Regions from separate parts of the Xenopus tropicalis genome. Here region 2 is linked to region 1. A link is a contact called in public Hi-C data. All regions are on one chromosome and are shown on one strand. The core of a region is the stretch at or near the end of the contact, and the rest is flanking DNA. Distances in the headings are between cores, read along the strand shown. Region 1 has its middle 23 kb from the start of mmab. Region 2 holds the start of fam222a (family with sequence similarity 222 member A).

Region 1 (7,071 bases), core at 1,990-4,489:
CAGAACAGTCCAAACCTCTTTGAGTTTTGTTGCGAGAAAAAATAATCACATTGTTCTATTCATTTTCAAAGAGGTTGAAATCTTGACTATTTTAATACACTGGGGAAAAAGAAATAAAGTAATGTTGATCTTTAGACACAGTTGCCATTGACTTTTGTAGAAACTTGGGAGCCTTTATTTGCTACGTTTTGCTTTGCTTATTTTGCCTTCGTGTTTTTCATGCCACGTTTTTTTAAAATGGAACTTTCAAAAAATATCCTCAAATATCAAAGGCCAAAAAAAAATCTACATTTTTTTAGAAATCTTATTGTCTTGGTGTCTTATATCACACAATGCCATAACAGTAATACCATATGCACAAAGTTATTTTCACTCTTTTTCCCTTTACTGTGACTTGGCTCCCTAACTGTTCAGTAATGGGAAACCTAAAATAATTTGAGACATTTGGTTTATGCGCAGGAAGATCCTAGGCTCAATTCTAAACAGAACATTCTAAAAGGAATCAGTACTGGATACTAGGCAAGGAATAACTGCACCATTGCACATGGAATAACATTAATTATTTGTTGCTAAAGGTCAGTAACTGTAACCCACATTAATTCAGAGCGGATATAGAAATTTGAGAAGCAGATACCCATACTGATGATAAAGATGAATGTGAACATGTCACATTAAATATTGATAAGAATAAGCAAAAGACCTTAAAAGACATGTAAAGTGTATTTCACTATGGGGGGGGGGGGGTGACAAAATATTAGGCACCCCCTCCCCACAAGTAAAATAGATCTCTAAGATTGTTCCCCAGACAAGCCCCAGTGGAATAGATTTTATATGTCATTTGGGATAGCTTATTTACCACCCAGAAGGCAGTGTGCAAAAACATACTGTACTTACCCTATTTCAGGTGGTCAGGAAAGGGCTGGAGTCAGTGGGAGCTGCAGTGCCCAGCAAGTCACTCATGTCCCTATTCGTACTTCTTCCCCAGGTCTTAGTAAAGTACCCATATGGTCTGGACATTCAAATTCCTCTATAGGCTATATTTTGGTGAGTGAAAATATTGTCTATGGGAAACAGGTATGAGTGTCAAGATATACAGTCCCCTAAACTAAAGGCTTTATATCATTGACTGGGAATATATTTATCAAAATAACAAGAAATGAATACATCTAGAACAAACTACATTCAACCAACAAACAATGCATAGTTCAGAGAACTAGTTCAGTTCTCATAGTTCAACATAGTTCAGTTAAAAAAATAAATGTCTCATATATGATATTTTAAAAGGAAATCTAATGTATGACTGAAAGAAAGTTGCTTCTTTGATGTGAAACTGGGTTGAAAAAAGATCTATTTGACAAGATCACCAAATGAGCAGATATTTCACTGATATGCCAATAAGTTGGGCAATATTGGACTGTTCCAATTATTTGGCCCTGGGGATCATAATTGGACCTATTCAGGCCATTGGCACAATGACCACACCAATGCACAGATGTGGTCCTCGATCTGATGGCACTATCAAAACTGCCAAGTTGAAATCTGCCCAAGCAGGCCTGATGGCTTACACCACACACAGGCAAAAAGCTGTCTGGAAAGACTGAATTGGTAGCTTTTACCCCCTCTCATGTATTGCCACCTGAAGCAGTATTTTATCCATTCCTAGTAAACTGTATTTGTGTTTTCCCAGAGTAGTGTATCAAAATCACAGTTGTTAATTTTATAATTTTTTTGTTACTCAGTTATACAGTTCTGTCCGAAATCTAGTAGTATTTGGCATCATGTTGAAATTAAAAGATTTCCTTTATACCTAAACATTAAACAGCATATATCTGATGTGATGGTTTTTGTTGCCTTATATGCTATTCTCCAAAGGAAAACATAGGTATGATAGTTCCTTTGGGAATTTTTTTGTGTGAAAATTGAGACACAAAGAGAATGGAGCACAAGCCCTGAAATGGAAACGGTGGCCCTTTTATATCCAGTTTGAATAACTTCCCAGTGGGTTTAATCAGCAGTGGAAGTCCGGGATGACATACGTCAGGGTTAGAGACACAGGCTTGAATTTCTGGGGGACCCTGTTCACAAAAAGAACGCTCAGCTATGGTGTTTGTGAAGTTTTGAGTGACTACAAGGGTTTATGTGGCTTTGGAAGATTGTTATTTTTGGTGAAAGACAAGGGTAATTATCTGCAATCCACTAGCAGTTTCAGGCCTAATTTCATTACTGCTGTACAATCCTTCCCAAGTTGCTAGTCTATCAATGTCTTGCAGAAAGGATTAGCTGGCATTTTCTTGGTCTTGAAATGAATCTCAGCTGTCATGTCCATGATAGATAGCGCCTGGCTGGCCCAGCAGAGAGACAGTCACAGGTAGAGCTATTGCAGCTCCTCTTGTACTTATTAACCCTTTTTTGCTCTCTTTGCACAACTCTTTTGATAATTATCTTGTTTTTAGGCCGTGCCAGACTCTTATAAATAACATATGCCTGCCTAGCCTGCTAAGGTGCATTTCATTAAATAGAGCTAGATGTAGGTCATTCTAGACATGCGTTCACCCTGGTTTAATTAGCTCTTTGTTAAAGTTTTGAAGAAAGGCAGACAGGAAAAATGAAGGACAGCAAAGCATCGGTGTTGTAGCAGGTGCACAGCGTTGGGGTGCCTCCTTCTTTGTAGGGTGTAACAGATTAAGTTAATGACTATCGAAGTGTCATAAATATTTCTGAAAGTCAACTCCCATGCTTTAGTTCTGTCACTGATTACTGTCAGTGGAATTTGTAATGTTGCTTAAAATTACCGTACAAGATGGAAATTTGCCAGCATTGTGAGGCCTTAGGATTTAAAAATACCAACCTCCCCAGGTCGAGTCTCTGATAGGTCTCTTTTCAGGCCTTTAGTAGTGCAGGTTTACCAGCCAAGTTCGGAATTCATCACTTTCTGACCCAAAACAAAAGCTCAATGCATTTGTCAGCAGCCTTGCACTCATCACATATGCACACTTCATTCAGAGACTTCTAATTCATTTTAAGTAATAGGTTTGCTATCAATCAAGCATTCATAGACCATACAACCAAACACAGAAACCTATTTCACAAACAGTCGAGCCATGGGGGCCCTTTAGCTGTCTTTGGTAGTAGTAAAGTGTTTATTGTTAATAGTATAATAAGGAGTACTAATAATGTCACAGCTTCTGGGACAGATGTCTGCAACCAATGTCTGGGGTCAGTCTGTCTGGGTTGGCCTTCCCACAGCTGTTCTCAAATGGGTGGGAAGTTCACTATAGCTCTGAAAGGAAGCCTATCGGCTTTCATTAGTAGTGGGGCAATCAGGCCTAAATGATAGGCAAAGTAGTAATTATCTATTCAGTTGAGTGAGAGAGGAAAAATAAATTGTCTCCTGCATGCCCCAGATTACTAAACACCAATTAGCATCCTGTGTTCACATCACATGCAAATCTTTAAGCTGTATTTAGTATTAAGTCCACTACTGCCAGCTCAATTTCATTATAAAGCCAAGAATATATGATTGGTACAGGTTATAGTGCATGAAACTATGTGTCAGTTTTGTAATGGCCTGAACATATCTTCCTAGGCCAGGAAGGGATAGGCCAAGAAGGATGTAAAATGATGATGACCGTAAATACATTTTTAATAGGCGTAAGCCACACAGTCCCAGCTGCTATTTTAAAAATACTAAATTAATAGAATTCTAAATGATTAGTTAGCATTTTTTTACAGTCCGGATTAGAATTGTGTAGTTTAAAATGTGCTACATTAGCCATGATGAATTGGATGGGGGGGGGGGGGGGGCAGTTGATTAAACATTATGATACTTATACAATAGGTTTCTGTGATCTAGTAAGTTTGATGGGTACCAGACCAGGACTGGGATTCAATATAGGGCCTGGCATTTCAAGTACACAGAGGCCCAAACAGCCCCCACGCACCCAATACTGTAAGAAGTGACTATCTAAGGCAGAGGTCCCCAACATTTTTTACCTGTGACCCACATTTAAATGTAAAAAGAGTTGGGGAACAACACATGCATAGAAAAAAGTGAGCGTGTCAAATATGGGCTATAATTGCCTGTTTGGTAGCCCCTATGTGGACTGGCAGCCTACAGGGGGCTCTGTTTGGCAGTGCATCTGTCTTTTTATGCAATCAAAACTTACTCCAAGCCAGAAATTCAAAAATAAGCACCTGCTTTAAGGCCACTAAGAGCAACATCCAAGGGGTTGGTGAGCAACATGTTGGTCAGGAGCCACTGGTTGGGAATCACTGGTCTATGACATCTTACAGCAGCCCCTTTGGCATTTGCCAGAATCCACAGATTGCCAGTCCAAGCCTGATGGGCATATACTTTCCTATAAGCCGTATTGTTTTTTAAACTGTTACACTGTATGTCAGACTGCAGCAAGGAGAAAAAGTGCCCCTTGACATAAGGAACTCCTGGGAATAAGGTATATAGTTCACAAAGACAGAATACTGTTAAGCCCCTTTGCTCCCTATATGCTGTTAACTAACATGTGCCCAACATAGGTACAGTTTAGGGTGTAGCCCTAATTGCCTCTTTTACTGTGCAAAATTCACTGTAACTACCACCTGCTTTATGACTTATTTCTAACCAGCTCTCCATTCATATTCCTGATGCAGTGTTTGTTTTTATTGTCATGCTGCTCTGGCAGCTTAGCAATATTAGCAGCAGCAGCAGGAGCAAACTGCAAAGGGCTGGATGTACCATGGCATAAGACCAGGGTTCACAGGATGCACCAAGCAAATGTAAGTTAAAGTTCTGACAGTCTGAGTCTGTAGCTTATCAGCCCATGTATGGGGCCCTCAGATGAGCCTGCCTAACCGATACCTGGCTGAAAATCAGATTAATCCAATGTCAACCACTTCATAGTGGGTATATTGGAGAAAGATCCTCTCGTTTGCCAACCTCGGGTGACGGTGAATCACTTATCTTACTTATGGTGTTTGATAACATATCTCTTGTAAAAGAAGATAATTACATCATAGTATTATGAGTTATTGAGCCATTCCAAGGATCACGTCAGGGCGGAAGAGTGATGTTTATGCTTCCTTCACATCTGTAGCTAAAAATGAAAACCTGTTCAGGAACCTAGAGGTCGGCATGCCTGGCACACACCTTTGGAGGTGTTTAATGATCCTTCCAGGCACTAATGAGATTAAAAACGCATTTCCTTTCTACAAGAAGTGCATATCAGCACCTTCATATTTCATATCAGACATCTGCCATTGATTGCATTATATTTAACTAAAATTAGATGATACTTGCAGAATGAAAGTGGTCTCTGCCAAATCATCCTCAGCAGATCCTTGCAGGGCTGGTTAAGACCTAATTTGTAATTAGGAGCAATTTTTTAAGATCAGAAATTAGCTGTTCTTATTAATCATCCTGAGAAACAGGGAATATTGCCAATTTTTTTCCTCTTTTTTTATGAAATATCAATCAATATAACAGGGTTTTTTAAGTATGGATTTTTTTTCCATAGGCATTTTATGAAGGGTGATGAGAAAAAAGAATGATTACCATAATTCTATTAGATATTAACAGAACTTCAGATATTTATCACTGTATTTGCCTTTCTATGGATAAAGTAAAACACTGAAGGGGGAGCTTTTTTTTTACCCATCACTTGCTGTCTCTAGAATAGGAAGCTGCTCTTAGCATGATATTCTATCAAACTGATAGATATGGATGCACATTAATAAAACATATATGAAGTCTTAATTAGTGAAGGACCTAAAAGCATGAACGCCATCATGTGGGTGGGTCATTATGACCATTATGCCTGCCAGACAAAATGACCTTCTATAGCTTGGCCCTCCCAGGAGCCACAAACAGGATCCCCCTGGGGAAGGATCTTTGTAGGTGTAGTTCCTGGTATGTCCAATTTCCAGTTCTAGTTTCTCCCATGACACAGTCCACCTGCTAGCTGCTTCCTTTCTGGGCTCCTTAGTACAGCATTACAGACACAGTCTGTACATCAATAGCTTGTACTGTACATACAGGAAATAGGTTGTTTGTGTAAAACCCTGCTCGGCTCTTATTGATGTTGTAGTCAGGATCAAGGAGGAAGCTTGAGATCAGGTAAATAAATAGTTCAAAACATGGAAACAGAAGGGTGTTCCAGGCACAGGTCGGTTCAGGCAGCAAAACAGCAGGGTCAGAAACTAGCCAAAGGATCAGGAACCAGGAAAGCAGTCAGAATTGGCAATTTAGAGCACACCCAGTTTGCAAGAAAATCCTATATTCAAGCATTGAACGCAGGTCCTGAGCATCACAGTGATATCGCAGCCATGGGCACTGCCATGTTTAATACAAAGCAGAGTGCTGCTGATAATCCATATGTTCTAAAATTAGGCAGTGGGTTGTGTGTACGAAGTAAGGTAGCACTCACAGAGGGATTGATTTGTTGGTGCATTACAGGTTAGTACATTCAGGTACCTTAGACTATATACAGCTTAAATATTTATTAACAATATTAATTATTTTGTTTTGTTGTAAAATATTACTTTTGTTGTAAAAATATATATAGTCAGCTGTAATGGTGCACTGTAGTGATGTGTACAGATCAGTAAAAACTCAACCTGCACCCAAGACAAGCCTAAGGCTTATGCCACAAGTGGCAGATTCTCAGCCTGCGGATAAGTTCAGAATTAGCCCCTTTGCTTAGAACAGCGCTCTTCTGTGTGCACTTGGAGCCACTCTGCAGGCACATGGAGCAGACTTTGGCCTCAAAATGCACTCTGTGTGCCTGCACCCGGGCCTACGCAGTGGTGCAGACACAGAAGAGAGCTGTTTCAAGTTCCCGGCCTGCATTTATCCACAGCCCCAGAATTTGCTACATATGGCATAAGCTTGAACTCACAATTGTTGCCCAAATTTCCATTCACAGGGGTCCCACAGGTTTCGTGTCATCCCTCACATCACTACTGCACTGGTGCCCAAATAACTAAAGATATAAAAAAAGAGCCACATGTCTTAACCTGCAAAATGATGCCTTTTTAGTCCCACACCCACTCCGTACTTCCCACTCCCAAGGATTGTAC
Region 2 (7,071 bases), core at 1,852-4,351, 210 kb before region 1:
AAGAACAGACAAAAGGAAGGGCCCATCTGTGGGACTTGTTCGTCAAGAATCCCAAACAGTGTGTTTCCATAAAAACTCCAGCTAAATAAACAGTGTAAACTCACAACGAACTGATCCCCGCCACCATCATCACCATCCTCCTACTAGATGGGACACATTTCTATTTTAGCTACAGTAAAAAGTAGTAGGCAGATGTCTCTATTAGGTGTCTGTTTCTCAACCCACAGGGCAAAAAAAAAGCTTCACATCTCAAAGCAACAGAAAAAAATTCCTTTTCACGCCTGCTACAGAAATCTTAGGCCTAATTCATTATCGCCCTGCCTTCCAAGCACTAGGCTATTCCGCCTGTGCCAGGGAGTACTTACTTCATGCTCCTACCACCTTTTTAATTAATGTTTCCTTTCCTCACATTACCCCCCTGATCTGACATATTACAGATGGCATGTTGTTCCAGCAACTCTCTTTCTGTAAAATATGCTTCCATCACGGCTACTCGGCTCTCTTGTAGCTCAACCAATTGTCATTAGCAGTCAGTGCAATAAAAAATAAATTGCCAAGTTTCCTGTTGTAAAACTGAGCCAGGGATTTATCACTGGGCTAGAAGGAAAGGGCAGATCATTTGAAATTCACTTCAAAGAAGCTATTCACAGCCAATTTTACTCAAGTACCTCAAAGGGTGTGATGGATTGTAGAAGCAGCACATGGAATACAGCCTTTTTACATTACAATAAAGAACGGTGTATAAATAGACACACATATATATATTTTATACACAGATTATGACCCCCCCCCCCCCCCATATTATTAGAATGTATGTCATGGTTATTTATTGCATTTATTACTTTTCTCAGCATATGATGAGGTCACAGAGGAATAGAACACAAACCCATTTCCAGGGAGAGCAGCTGAGAGCAAATGGCTTGGAAGAGAGCAGGAATGTTGAGTGGGATTTTGCTGGAGTGGCAAGAAGGCTGATTACAACTAGAACTCTGATTAAAAAAAAAAAGCCAACCTGTGGCACTTAGAATTTTGTGAACTACAACTCCCATCACTTCACGACAACCAAGGGCTGTTAAGAGTTCATCAGCACATTGCCCATCACTTGTTCAAAATGATCTATACACAAACACAATAGCTAAAACAGAATATAGCTTCCAGTTTTGAGCATACACCATATAACGTAGCTTTCTGTATATTAGCACTTTCACTGCCAGGAATTGTCTGTACATGGGATACATCAGCATTACTGTTATATTATTCTAGACAGCCCAGTGGTTTAACTCATCTACGCAAATAACTAGTAGGGATGAGTCAATGAATCCATTTTCTGCAGGTTATGGGCATTGCTGGGCACATCTACATTTAAACATTACTGTTAGCTGCTGATGCTAACTCAATCGGCAGAAAGGACACTATTACACCAATTAAAATGAAAGTACAAGTACTTCCTAATGTTTAAGCAATAGTTAGGAACATGAAATACATCACTAGTCATACTGTACTTGCTTGGAAGATGTCCTGTGTCAGTGAGTCTACCTTAGAAATGGCTGACAGACCTTATTATATCACATCTACATTTATTTAAACATGCCCCCTCCAGTTGTTATTTAACTATAACTCCCAAAGCCCTCGATAGCAGGAATGGAAGAGCTACAGGTTATACTGAGATTTTATATTTCTCTGCTTATACCAGTCCCTAGAGAGCAAGCTCTTCTGAACCAGCTTCTGCCACCTAGGAGGGAAGAATGCCAGGTATAAATAGTCACACTGTGAATTGGGACCTAGATGTGAAACACCATCAACATAGTCATGTATTTCATAGTAACTGTCTAAAAGCACTAACAAGACAGAAGGCATCAAATAGTGGTAATGTTAACTAAAGGGGTAACTTAGTATTTATTATATACGAGGAAGGGGGGAATAATGGCAACAAAAAGCATGAGTATTCATAATAAATGAAGTGAGTAAAAACCAATGGGAAGATGCACCATCTGCTATTTAACCTTCAGAAAATGTTGAAATAATTTGCCCCTTTTTTTGTCAAAAGAAGCCCACCCCCCTCAGAATATTTACCATAAATCTTCAGTTTCTCCTAGGCAGGCTCCTGGGGTCCAATGGCAACGATCAAGTCTTTTGCACAACCCTAAAACTTAATCCAAGCCATAAGATCTTCAGAAGTATTCCATTAAATCCCTTTATCTGCCAGGGAAATCCAATGTATCATCTGACAGGAATCAGTATGGGAGTTTCAGCCTTTCAGTGACTACAGCCTTTAAAAATACCCCATTCATAAAAGTGTCAACTTTTGTACTAGACAGAAGGCTTGCACCAATCCAGATTAATGATGAGCCATAAATTAAAAGGAACTGTTCTAAAGCTTTAACAGGATGGAGTTGCCAAATCGATCACATTAGCAGCACAAAATCCTTTGATAATAAAAAAAAGCCACAGGAACTCTTCAAGATCTCAACCCGACAGAAATCGGCCGTGTACCTCGTCTGTGCCTTTTGTCAGGGGAAATTCCATTTATTTGAGAGCCTCTGGCAGTGTTTTCATATCAATATGACAGCAGACAGAAGGGAGGGGGGCACGAAAACATTCATTTAAATAATAAATAGAAAAAAAGGGGCAAACTGGCGATGAATCCTGTAAACTCCACAGGGCAGGTTATTGTAGGTAAAGAGCGACACAAAGCCTTCAGATAAATTGAAGGAGGCAGAAGATCCAGTGTATTTCTCCGCAGAGAATAAATATTTAGCGTGTGGGGCTGAAGCAGAAGGAGGTAAAGCTTCCCAGTGTCCCCGATGTGCGACTTGTCTCAGCGCTGCAGCAGCAGGAGGAGGAGATGCACCATCCGAGCCGCACCGAATGCTCATATATCAGATCCCCTCAGCGCAGCTCCGCACAAGCTTCAATCCCCGGTACGGGCAGCAGCTCTCTGTCTTCTGCTGGTGCAATTTACCACACAGGAAGAATCCTTTCCGGGACAGCGTTTAAATACAAGCAGAGGGTACCAGGAAAGAAGGGGAACGATCCGACAGTGCAGAGATGTGGGATCTGCTTCTGAGATCGCCTCGCAAACGCTGCAGCCCGGGCCAGCGGGTCCTCACAGCTGCTCTGCACGTCGGGAACTGACAAACAGACAAGTGATGCTTCTGCCTCTGTTCTCTAAGCCACGCCCGCGACACGCCTAACAGCCAATGGGAGAGGCGCTGCCGGAGAGGACCGGCCAATGGAAAGCGAAAAAGGCGTTTACCTGGGGGGATAAGCGAACCGAGTCTCAGTGGAGCCCCAGGGAGGAAGGAAGGGCCGTGCGATGTTTTCGCGGAAAAATTAAAATCCTCTTAAAGGACAGCCGCTGCCGTACCTTACCATTGTTTCCTTTTAGTTTTGCCTTTTTTTAAAAAAAGAAATCCTTAAAACACGATCAATACTACAACCTGACAGCGACATTTAGTAAATGAGATTATTCATGCCCAAGTCGGGTAGGAATAAGATATAAACATTGAACGTTTTACAGGAATGGCCGGAACCACATTACACAAGCCTACACTCTTATGCTTTTATTCTTCCTTTTATTCCCTTCCCATCACTGACCTTTATAGGAGTTAGCGCTGGAAAGCTGCAAGCACCAAATGCTAAAACTTTTAAAAAAAATGAAAGCAAATCATTTCTTTAGAAGTCTCTCATTATGTACTGTATGTATATGTATGTATATCTTTATTTATAAAGCGCTACTTATGTACGCAGCGCTGTACTGTAGAATACATTAATACAAACAGTGTTATTAAGATAATAATAGTATAACAATAAATACAAGATATAGTTGCAATAAGTTAAGAGTCAATGACACAAGAGAATGGAGGTCCCTGCCCGTAGAGCTTACAATCCCTAAAATCCTGGTACTGCCGCTGCCTTGGTCACATTCTGACTTCTGTCTGTTTGGGGCACGGGGGCATGGTTGGTGCCAGCAAGCAGTGAGGATTAATAATCCATTTTCCTTTTATTCTATTTTGATCTCTGAGTTTTTGGTTTTATTTTCATACTTGGCACACTGACCTTTAATTCATTTAAAGGCAAAGCTAAATATTCCTCATCCTGACCTGCGAGTTCATGATTAAAAGCAAACTAGTTATGTCATATGTGGTCCCCTTTCAAGTCGCTAACTGGCAAACAGGTTAGAGATGCAAGAAGCAAGTTATGTTCTGGCTATTACATTAGACATCCACTGACTCCAGCCATTTTATCAGGTTTTATTTTTTAAACTAATCTGTTCGTTTAACTTGGTGCCATACACAGTCTTCTGGTGTTTACAAGGGGCATTTATCTGGGCATATGTAGATTTTGTATCAGGGCTAGTGATGAGCGAGTCTGTCCCGTTTTGCTTTGCCATAAAATTTGCGAAATGAAAAGAAAATTCGCAAAACGGTGAAAAATCCATGAAACGCATTTGTAGTGCATCTTTTTTGACCCCGCCCGCACCCAATTTTGAAGGAAGGTTCGCGAAACAATTCGCCAATGGTAAAATGTGGAAATTCGCTGCGAATCCACGCCTGGTGGAAAAAATTTGCTCATCACTAATCAGGGCCACTCACACTACCTGTAGAGTATGTCCCACTATAATTGGCCAATCACAGATCATGTGGTAGGTGTATCACATAAAGGCCGGCATGGACCCAGGGGCAAAGTGATTCTTGGAAATTGCAAATGTTTTAGTAAGTCCAAAGTGATGGTATTCATTTTCTATTATAGTTCCTCCCTTGTTAGCATTGCAAGTAATAAAGGATTCATCTCTCTTATTTGGAACAGACCATCGTTGGTGTAATTTGAAGTTACAGCAATGAGTGCATCATTACAAAATTTTGTTACAGCTTCCCATGGGGGGGTCAACAGTTTTACAGACATATTTTGAATTTGAGTATTGGTCATGTCCCACACAAGCAGTTGGGATTTTGTGTCCTTTGTTACATAGAACATTTCAGGGTTTTGCAACTTTTCACCAGCCTCAAGGTCCCCATACACCATAAGATCACACCTACGGGTGGGCGATATCAGGAAAATCCAGGGTAATTTGATTGTTTGGCCCTGGGGCCAAATAATCGAATTATAACGGCAGGTATAGGAAAAGTCGGTCCGGGGACCACATCAACGAGCCGATGCGGTCCCTGATCCAACTAGATTTTATAACCTGCCTAATCGAGATCTCCCGTCGGGAGTGCCCATACACGGGCCGATTAGCTGCCGAATCAGTCCAAGGGACCGATATCGGCAGCTACTATCGGCCTGTGTATGGGGACCTTTAGAAGGTTGTGTCCTTTACATCCTTAGACTAATGTCCCACAGAGATTAGTTGCTGCGATTTTTAAAAAGCGAGTTCCAGTCGCTCGTCTTTTCCTAACAAGCGATTACTAGAGATTTCAACAATGGAGAAACTATTTCCCACAAATCCAGGTGTCATATTCCCCGCCCACAATTAGAAAGTAAGTTCAGTGCAATGGGGAAATCGAAGTGACTTCCCACTCAGTGGGGTTTATTTCAGCAATTCCAATAATTTTAAATGACAAAGCTTTCTTTGTAAAATTGCTCGAAAAAGGGCCTCATAGTGGTTCGGAACGATAAGCGATTTGAAGTAGTATCGTTGGTTTAGGTACTGGCAATTTATATTCTTCTCTCTATGTAGAGACAAAACGAGCCACTTGTCGCTGGAACTCACTTTTTAAAAATCACAGCAACTAAATCTCTCCTTGGGACTTTAGGTTTGACTTGAGCAAAGTAATAACAGATCATGGCAAATGAGCAAATAAATAAGCACAAGACAGAAATACTTGACTTACAAATGAGTGCAAATTAACGGGGCCTTTCACCCCCAAATTTTTTTTTATAAATGAAAACAAATGTAATTCTAGGCAACATTCTAATATACATTCATTAAAAATGTTTCATGGTATTCAGGTTATTTGGAAATTAATTTGCTAATGAAAGAAGTATCTGTGTGGCTAGAAATATTCCTTGCACTTTTGGTTTGCACTCCCAAAATAATTTAGCACAAGCCAGCTGATTTACAGACCTGGAGGAGAAAGGATTCCCGCTACATTGTAGCTATAGTCAGATCCAGAGAACAGAGAGGGATGCACAAAAAGTGGTTTCATTTGCAATTCCATTTTTCATGTAATGTAAATGTTTAATTCATGTATATTAGAAAGTTAAATCATGTAAAACACTGTTTGTTTCCCCATACACTATAAGATCCGCTCGCTTGGCGATGTCACCAAGCGAGCGGATCTTCACCCGATATCCCCACCTACGGGTGGGCGATATCGGGTAGCAAGTAGCTTTAAAAAAAAAAATCCGATCGGATTACATTTGCGGCCATGGGGCAGTTGGTTCGGGGACCGCATCAACGAGCCGATACTGTCCCCGATCCGACTGGATTTTCTAACCTGGCCGATCGATATCTGGCCAATTTCAGGCCAGATATCGGTTGGCCAGGCCCCTTGTTTCTGCCCCTACACGGGCCGATAAGCTGCCGAGTCGGTACAAGGGACCGATATCGGCAGCTTCTATCGGCCCGTGTATGGGGGCCTTAAATTTTAAGTTGCCCCTGAATACTTCCTATGTTATGTTCACATGTTGCTTGGGAAAAGCTGAGATACCAAAATCCTTTGCTTGTCACGGTGTGTACATTGGCCAGGCAGAAGACAAGCAGCCCCTGTCTCAGTGGATCTTAAAATCTAATGTCACACACACATTAGGAGTCAATTAATCTGCCAATATCTTTATGAAAGAGCTCATGTTCAAAATTTGTTTCACTGGGGACAAGTATGTTGTGTCTATTGACACAATGGGAGCCTCTGCCAGGCCCTGGGTGGCAGTAGCTCTAGGACCCCCCCTACCTTAATAGGTGCAGTGGTGCACCATTATTCAGAAAAGGCAGAATGGATGCATTGGAAACCATGTGGAAGTGCAGTAATGTGTTTGAACATGTTTGTCGTTTGGAACATCTGCACTTGTGGGTGCATTTTTAAATGACACTTTCAATTATTATTCTGCCTCTTTCTGTCCTGCAACAGC

The links. Hi-C and Micro-C count contacts between places; a contact is called where the count stands out from the background.
Region 2: a Hi-C map of neurula embryo shows a contact between it and region 1, with 2.2 times the contacts expected there. The contact joins the promoter of fam222a here to the enhancer-like site in region 1. A contact is called at or near these places in 2 of 5 Hi-C or Micro-C datasets (brain and neurula embryo).

The regions. Positions count from the first base shown.
Region 1 is chr1:146,858,904-146,865,974 of UCB_Xtro_10.0, reverse strand. No RefSeq gene overlaps it. Among named protein-coding and RNA genes, the nearest start is that of mmab, 23 kb to the right of the region's middle. Within about 2 kb of position 3,239, at least 1 of the 11 cell types and tissues checked has an H3K27ac peak or open chromatin away from gene starts, as enhancers often do. A contact at or near this core is called in neurula embryo, where this site is marked.
Region 2 is chr1:147,067,313-147,074,383 of UCB_Xtro_10.0, reverse strand. It overlaps fam222a (family with sequence similarity 222 member A), which reads right to left and starts at 3,101. Exons shown (of 3, transcript NM_001079118.1): 1 at 2,074-3,101.